Regions from separate parts of the Gasterosteus aculeatus genome. Here region 2 is linked to region 1. Evidence: chromatin contacts called from public Hi-C data. All regions are on one chromosome and are shown on one strand. Each heading gives the region's core, a stretch centred on a gene start, on an enhancer-like site or on the middle of the called end of the contact. The rest is flanking DNA. Distances are from core to core; before and after follow the strand shown.

Region 1 (3,496 bases), core at 700-3,199:
GAATGCAAGAACAAATCAGGTACACACGTCGTTAGAGAAGCGATTACTATCGCGCGGCTTCGTGGGAAACAAGAAATCCAGATGTGACCATCCGTTCTCCCCCTGGTTTGTTGCAGCCTCGTGGCTTTCAGCCCAGGTGACCAAAGATGTGTCACCGCAGCTCAACCAGGCCACGATTATTGACCTCCATCCTTCCTCCACTTACAACATCCGCATGGTTGCCAAGAACATCATCGGCAACAGCAACCCTAGCAACGAGCTCACCATCACCACTGATGAAGCAGGTAACCCTCAGCCAACTTTTTTTTTTTTACAGTTTTGCATCACTTGAACATAACATTCACAGCAAGACTGAAAAGCCATCTGAACAATGTGAACAGAAAGGAGGTAAGAAGTCTTACTGCACCGCTACTGGAATTCCTCTCCCTAGCATATCAAAATGAAACTCTTCCTCCGTACCACACTAGTTAAATACTTAATTTGGCTATGAAGTACTCTTCACTGTCACTCAGATTAAGTTTAATACGGACATAATTGACACTTCCTTCTCATTTTTAGTGTCTATTTCTTCCTGCTGGCCCTCAAGCCTGTTGAATCATCTTGCACTAATTTATTTTATGGTTGTTTGAAATGGAGGCCATCATCTTTTAGACACGGGGAAACAGATCAGTTTACTGTTGCTTTTAGTCGGCTCTATCAGTGTTCACTTACCTTCTATTGCCTATAATGATCCCCTGCAGGCATAGCAGCACATTAAATGCCCCGTTTTACTGGATTCATTGCTAAAACAAAGTCATAAACTTCAAATCAACCAGAGCGTCTATAATTTCTCACAATATTTTAAAGGTTAAAGTTTTTAAATGATCATTAAGCTGATGTGGAAAGAACATGAAGGGAAAAAACGGCTCAGCTCAACAGCGCCATCTAGTGGAATCGGACACAAAGGGGTCTGCTGTGTCTGGTGGATCGCGTCGGTCATTGTGAATGCAGGCATGCGGTCGTGATGGATGATGCCTGATGTGCTTTATGTGCAGCTCCTGACGGCCCGCCGCAGGATGTCACTCTGGATCCCACCTCCCCACAGAGCATCAAAGTGTCCTGGAAGGTAAAGTCCAAACAATACCGCAATAAATATTTCAACAGAAAACTAACAGAAACACAAAGAGATGATTTCTTTTCTTTCTGCTGAGGTTGGCCTCATAATTCTTGAATATATGAACAGTTGAAAACATATGAAACTACTGGACTACTCAACATGCGCCTTTTGTTAATTTACAAAGCTACAAATATTACTGGCTTTGATATTCCATTATTATATTTGAACCCCTTAAGTTTAAAAAACACTTTGCAAAGACTGATTGGGATCTAAAAAAATAATAAATCAACAAGCATTAGTAGCTGAACAATCATTAGAAGAAGCAGCAGATATCAAACGCGTGTACAACTACAGACCACTGCTTCTCATTTAACAATTGAGTAGTTTAATGATAATTAGTTGGTCATGATTGTTTATGTTTATGATTATGTTTGATTTATGTTTGTTTGAATAGTTTGTCTTAAACTCCCGTTTTCCTCTCGCCCTCCTCCCGTCTTGCAGCCGCCCCAGAAGCACCTGCAGAACGGAGTGATCCGCGGCTTCCAAGTGGGCTACAGGGAGTACAGCCCTGGTGGCAGCCACCAGTTCATCATCATCAGCCTGGACACCACAGGAGACACCACGGAGAGCATCGTGCTGGACAACCTGAAGAAGTTCACTCAGTACAGCGTGGTGGTGCAGGCTGCCAACAGGGCCGGCACCGGGCCTTCCTCACAGCAAGTCGTCACCAAAACCCTGGAGGATGGTGAGGAGGGGCGCGTGGGCAGATCTGATGTGTTATCTATACATATATATCTACACACACACACATATATATATATATACATTTATATACACTGTAAACGTGTCCGAGACAACGTGTCCCTGTTGGGGATCTTGTGATACATATATTGTTTTATCTACATGCTTTTATTTGATGAACTACTTGCTGTTGGACATTTCTGTATGAGATTCAGGCTCTCAGCATATTTTTGTGGAAAGGCTCCCCTTTACTTGACATTGGTAGAATTACATCAGACAAAGAGACGCCAGAGATCTTCAGTACTGGTCTGCCTCAGTCTCTGATTAGAGAGGAGATGTAGGCAAATTTGTTTAAATACAAAGTTTTGATATATTTGTTTGGAATATTTCTTCCGTCTTTTATTTTGGAGATTGATTTCTGAATTGAACATCTGTTTTCACCAATATATTCTCTGGTTATTCTAAGAGGTATTAAGAAGACAAGGATGCAAGTGCTGTTTCACTGTCAGACATGAAATAAAACAGATTTATGTCTCCGAGCAGATGATCCAGATGTAGCATTTGTTGCCATCGGTTCATTTTTAAACTCGTTTGTTGAACTAAACGAGGGAACCTGCAAAGAGAGTCCCTTAGACTGCTACTCCAGTATGGCGTCATTAAGCCTCCCCCTTGTTTCCCCGATAGTGCCGTCCCGGCCACCCGAAAACGTCCTGGCTGTGGCGAAGTCCCCCGAGGTCATCTCGCTCTCCTGGATGCCTCTACCCAGAGAGGCTCTCAATGGAAACCTGCAGGGATACAGAGTCATCTACTGGGCCAACCTGCCCGACGGAGGTACCGCCGTCAACACCTCCATTTGGTTTTACTACTCGTGTATGAGCAGCTGTGCATGGCTGAACGATGACATGAAGGGTTGAAGCTCTTTGAGTGGTCAGAAGACTGTAAAAGCTTTATATATGTACAGTCCATTTACCATTTACCGTACACCTGCTATTCACGTCTTTTGTGTACTTGTTGCGCCACCCTGTTGGTCCACTAGGGGCTGCTGTGGTGTAGTTGGCATTGCTGTAATATGCTGTGGTGTAGTTGTAGAGGTGGTGCAACGTGGATAATTCAAATCTTTTATCATTGAGCACATTTTTTAGATTAAAACTGATAAATGACCAATGTGGTAGCAATTGCAGCACATTCTACTGCCTAACTTGCACTTACAATGTACAATTTGAGAGATTGCTTTTCTGGTGCTGAACATCGGTGGAGATAGGAAGAAATTGGAAGTTGAAAAGTAAAGTCCCTGGAGAATTTTGTTTAAATACTTAACTAGCAGTGAAGCACCCTTATGTAACTTTGTACATAAATTCACTCCGCAGAGGGGAGTCTGCCTAACTTTTAAATGCTGAAGTAACTGTTATTGATATTCACTTTCATAATAACCGCACTAAGCTTCCTCATACCACTGGAGTGCTTTTAACCCTATCTCCTCTCCTGGGTCAGAACTGGGAGAAATCCGGAATGTGACCACCAATCAGCCGTCTCTGGAGCTGGACGGATTGGAGAAGTACACTAATTACAGCATCCAGGTCTTGGCCTTCACCAACGCTGGAGACGGGGTCCGCAGCGAGCAGATCTACGTTCGCACTAAAGAGGATGGTATGATAAGTC
Region 2 (3,496 bases), core at 547-3,046, 87 kb before region 1:
TCAGTTGTAATCCATTTCAGTCATGGGGTTGTACCGAATGATTGATTACTGATGAGGAAACACGCCCGTGCCTGGTGGAAGGGAACGCATAGCTTAGTGTACTAGTTGTTCTCTGTGCAGGTCGAGGATGTTGCACAGCAATAACAGCGCTAACCCTAAACAAAAAGTACATGGTTTGTGGAAACCGGTTTGTGGTAGTGCACTACCCTCTCACAGGTGGACACGGGGCGGCGACATGGCAGGTAGCCCCGATAAGCCCCTGTGAGCCAGAGGATCTGAGCTGTGCACACCCAGGAGTGTCACAATCTCTGATCTGTTTAACTTGATATGCCCAGGAACAACAGGTCAAGTCCCTAATGAGATAATTCACCTTCGGATTAAGCTCCATTTCAAACCCATCGTCTTACAGACGCAGCGGCAGAGCCCCGGCCTTAAACCTACAACACCCCGATGGCTCATGTATTTTTAAACAGTGACTGGAGAGTTGGGCAATTTAGTTTCACTTAATCATTAACATGATCGCGTTAGGCACTTTGCATAACAAGCAGTATTAAAAACGACACGTTGCGCACACACACACACAGGCCTACTTCCGTGCAACCAAAAGAAACGAAGCAGCAAATGTACCTGCAGGGCTGGTGGTGCTCTGTGCTCCCGGGGAGCCTCATAATCCCCATCAGCTGCTCGGTGAGGGAGAGAGTGGTCCTCCCAGGCAGCATCATGTGAGTGCATGTGAGAGGGGCTTTAGTCCACCTTCAGACCCAAAGGAAGCTAAAGCCCCCCCACACACAGCCGGGTTTATGTTAAAAGCACAAATATGCCCTCATCTCCCCTACGCCAAAGTCATTCTCTTTTCTCCTATGAAACTATCATCATGGTTATGGAAATATTAAATACTGCACGAGTAGTTGGATCACATTGTGCAAACACACACACACTCAAAAAGGCACACACGGTTTAGTGAGTAGAACACATGACCATGAGTAATCACAATGAGAGTTGGTAGGTGGATCAAATACAAAAGGGGTACATTTAGTTTTTTTTTCTAATCAAAGCGAAAATAAAAACCGCCTGTGCAAAAAAAAAAACGTGTCAATAAAAAAAACCATCAAATTAACAAATAAAAGAGTTTGTGAAGTCGTTACCTTCTGACCAGGTGTACCGATGGACATTTCTATGTAGTAGCCTCTTCCATAGTCCCCTTGCAAGTTATTCACCATGTCCAGAAAGTTGACGGCGCCGCTCGGGTCCGAGGCCAGGGAGAGGCCGTCTCCATCAGCCGTTAGCACCACCCGCCGGGTCACGCCGACGTCCGAGGAGACGTTGTAGCTCCCGGTGGATATCTTCAGCGGCACGGTAAAGTAGCACTGCGACACGCCGAGGAACACGCTGAAAACGAAAGCACGCGTGGAGACGGCGGCGGCGGCGGCGCGGGCCATGGCGGTGGCTCGCGTCTGACGTCGGTTGACTTTAAGCGGCGGTCTTGACCGTTGAAAAGACGCGTAAGAGTCACTGGCTCGAAGTTTGCTCCCTGAAAGTTTTCAGTTCGGCCACCATGGAAACGCCTCCGCGGCGGTAACGGACATGCCGGACACGCTCCTCCTCGCCGCCGTCAGGAAGGAGTCAAACGCGCACACATGCTCGCACGGTAAGACGGGGGGATATAATAACTTTTACTGTGCAGGTCGAGCTCCGACTCCGAGATGTTTCGGGATCATATCGGCGAAAGTTTGCGAACTGTATCAAGCCAGCAGCAACAGAAGACGTGACTTCCGGCTGTGTAAACTTTCAAACTAAAGTAGCCCGGCGGTTTTTATGGCTACCCCAAAAATATGACAAATAAACAATAAATGCGTCCCTTGTATGTTACCTCAACATTTTGCATTCAATCTAAGATGCTTCATTTTTGTATTGTGTCACGTAGCCAGCTATCCGTTTTGTGCTTTTATTTTGAATTCAAACTGGTTTGAACAGTCCGTCTTTTTTCTACCGGCTTGGTGCTGCTGTTTTCAACACTTCCTGGCTGCGAGGTGACAGATTTTATCCCCCCAGCGGGTCGAAACTACATTTCTCTACCCCTTGAATTGACGTGAACTCGCCGAACAGGTTGTTTTTATCACTTGAGCAGCGTGTCTCCTCTTATAACAGTGTCACCGGAATTAGACATATAGTTTCGCTTAATGTGTCCTCATTTACATCGACAGTCAGATTCTCCATCCTTTGCACACAGCCCTTGGTTGTCTTGTTATGGTTAAGGCTATTTTAAATGTGTTCAGTTACAGAAAAGGAAACGTCTTCATGCTCATTCTACACCAGAGGCGTAATGTAACAATGAACCTCAGTTAATACATCTTTCAAATTCAGTTTAAATGCTGTGAATATTTAAAAACAGCCCGGTATTTCATCTCTAACTGTGTTGTACAATACAGGTGTTAATGCAATACTACAATTCATATATCAACTTGTGCATATTTTTGATGAATAGGTGCTCTTTTCTTCTTCTTCTTCTGTTACGCTTTTTGTGTTTTGGAACTTTCAAGACAATGCGAAGCCATGCAAATTAAAGTCAAATGAGATTTCAGATAAACCCATTACGATGATATTTACAGTTAAGTCTGCTGAAGCCCATTCAGTCACATTGCTGTTCCTGTTCCTTTTAAAGTCTCAAAAAGCTCAGTTAACTTCACAAACTGACGTGAGCTAACATGCACAGTTCAATTATTAAGAAAAAACAGATGCAGCAGGGTCTTAAAGCCCACAATTTACTGTCCAGACCCGACCAATAAAATTGTTACTTTAATTAGTCACTTAGTTCACAAACAATTAAGTAGCCAAAAATAATGCCAACGGAAATCACGTGAATTTTCTCCACTGCTTCTTTAGTTTACTGCATACCCAAACAACAACTGCTTGTCCGTAATACCCGCTGTTGTTTAGATTTTGGGGTATTTCCTGCATTTGATTTTCTAAATGAATGAACTAATTTTTCTATTTTTTTTGTCTCATTTGCTGCATCAACAGTGCAGAGAAAAGATCCCAGTGGAAAGGCAAGATCAATGTCACAGGCCTTCTCCACGCTGCCTGTTTCACACACAGACAACCACTGTCTCACTCAGAATTCCTCATGAGCCCACAGCCATACGCTGTCACATGTTGCCCTCATCCCCATCTCTGTTTCACTCCTTCATTGAAGTTATAGAATCCCGATAGTTACAATAACCTCAGTAATATGGGGAAAGAATGTGACCGCAAAACATAATCTTTTCAGTGTTCTGGTTGTCATGCACTTGGTCTTGTGAATGACCCATTTAAGCACCGTTCTTGTTTCTTCCTCCCTGTGAGATATTTCCTTAGCCTGAGAGTATAAAAACAGTGTGAAGCAGGAATGCGGTGCTTACTTGTTTGTTACTATCCAGGAAACCCAGTGCATCCGGTGGCAGATCATGTGTGTTATACGTCCTCGGGCGAGCAGGTTTTTATTGTTATTATTTTTAAA

Evidence for each region. Hi-C and Micro-C count contacts between places; a contact is called where the count stands out from the background.
Region 2: a Hi-C map of skeletal muscle shows a contact between it and region 1, with 10 times the contacts expected there. The contact joins the promoter of bace2 here to the enhancer-like site in region 1. A contact is called at or near these places in 3 of 6 Hi-C or Micro-C datasets (skeletal muscle and whole body).

The regions. Positions count from the first base shown.
Region 1 is chr1:5,143,449-5,146,944 of fGasAcu3.hap1.1, reverse strand. It overlaps dscamb (Down syndrome cell adhesion molecule b), which reads left to right. Exons shown (of 33, transcript XM_040181326.2): 14 at 1-19; 15 at 117-284; 16 at 1,035-1,105; 17 at 1,598-1,841; 18 at 2,522-2,668; 19 at 3,329-3,484. Among protein-coding and RNA genes, the nearest start is that of pcp4b, 48 kb to the right of the region's middle. Within about 2 kb of position 1,949, at least 3 of the 9 cell types and tissues checked have open chromatin away from gene starts, as enhancers often do.
Region 2 is chr1:5,230,747-5,234,242 of fGasAcu3.hap1.1, reverse strand. bace2 (beta-secretase 2) reads right to left here and starts at 1,796. Exons shown (of 9, transcript XM_040187203.2): 1 at 1,146-1,796. The coding sequence starts at 1,439.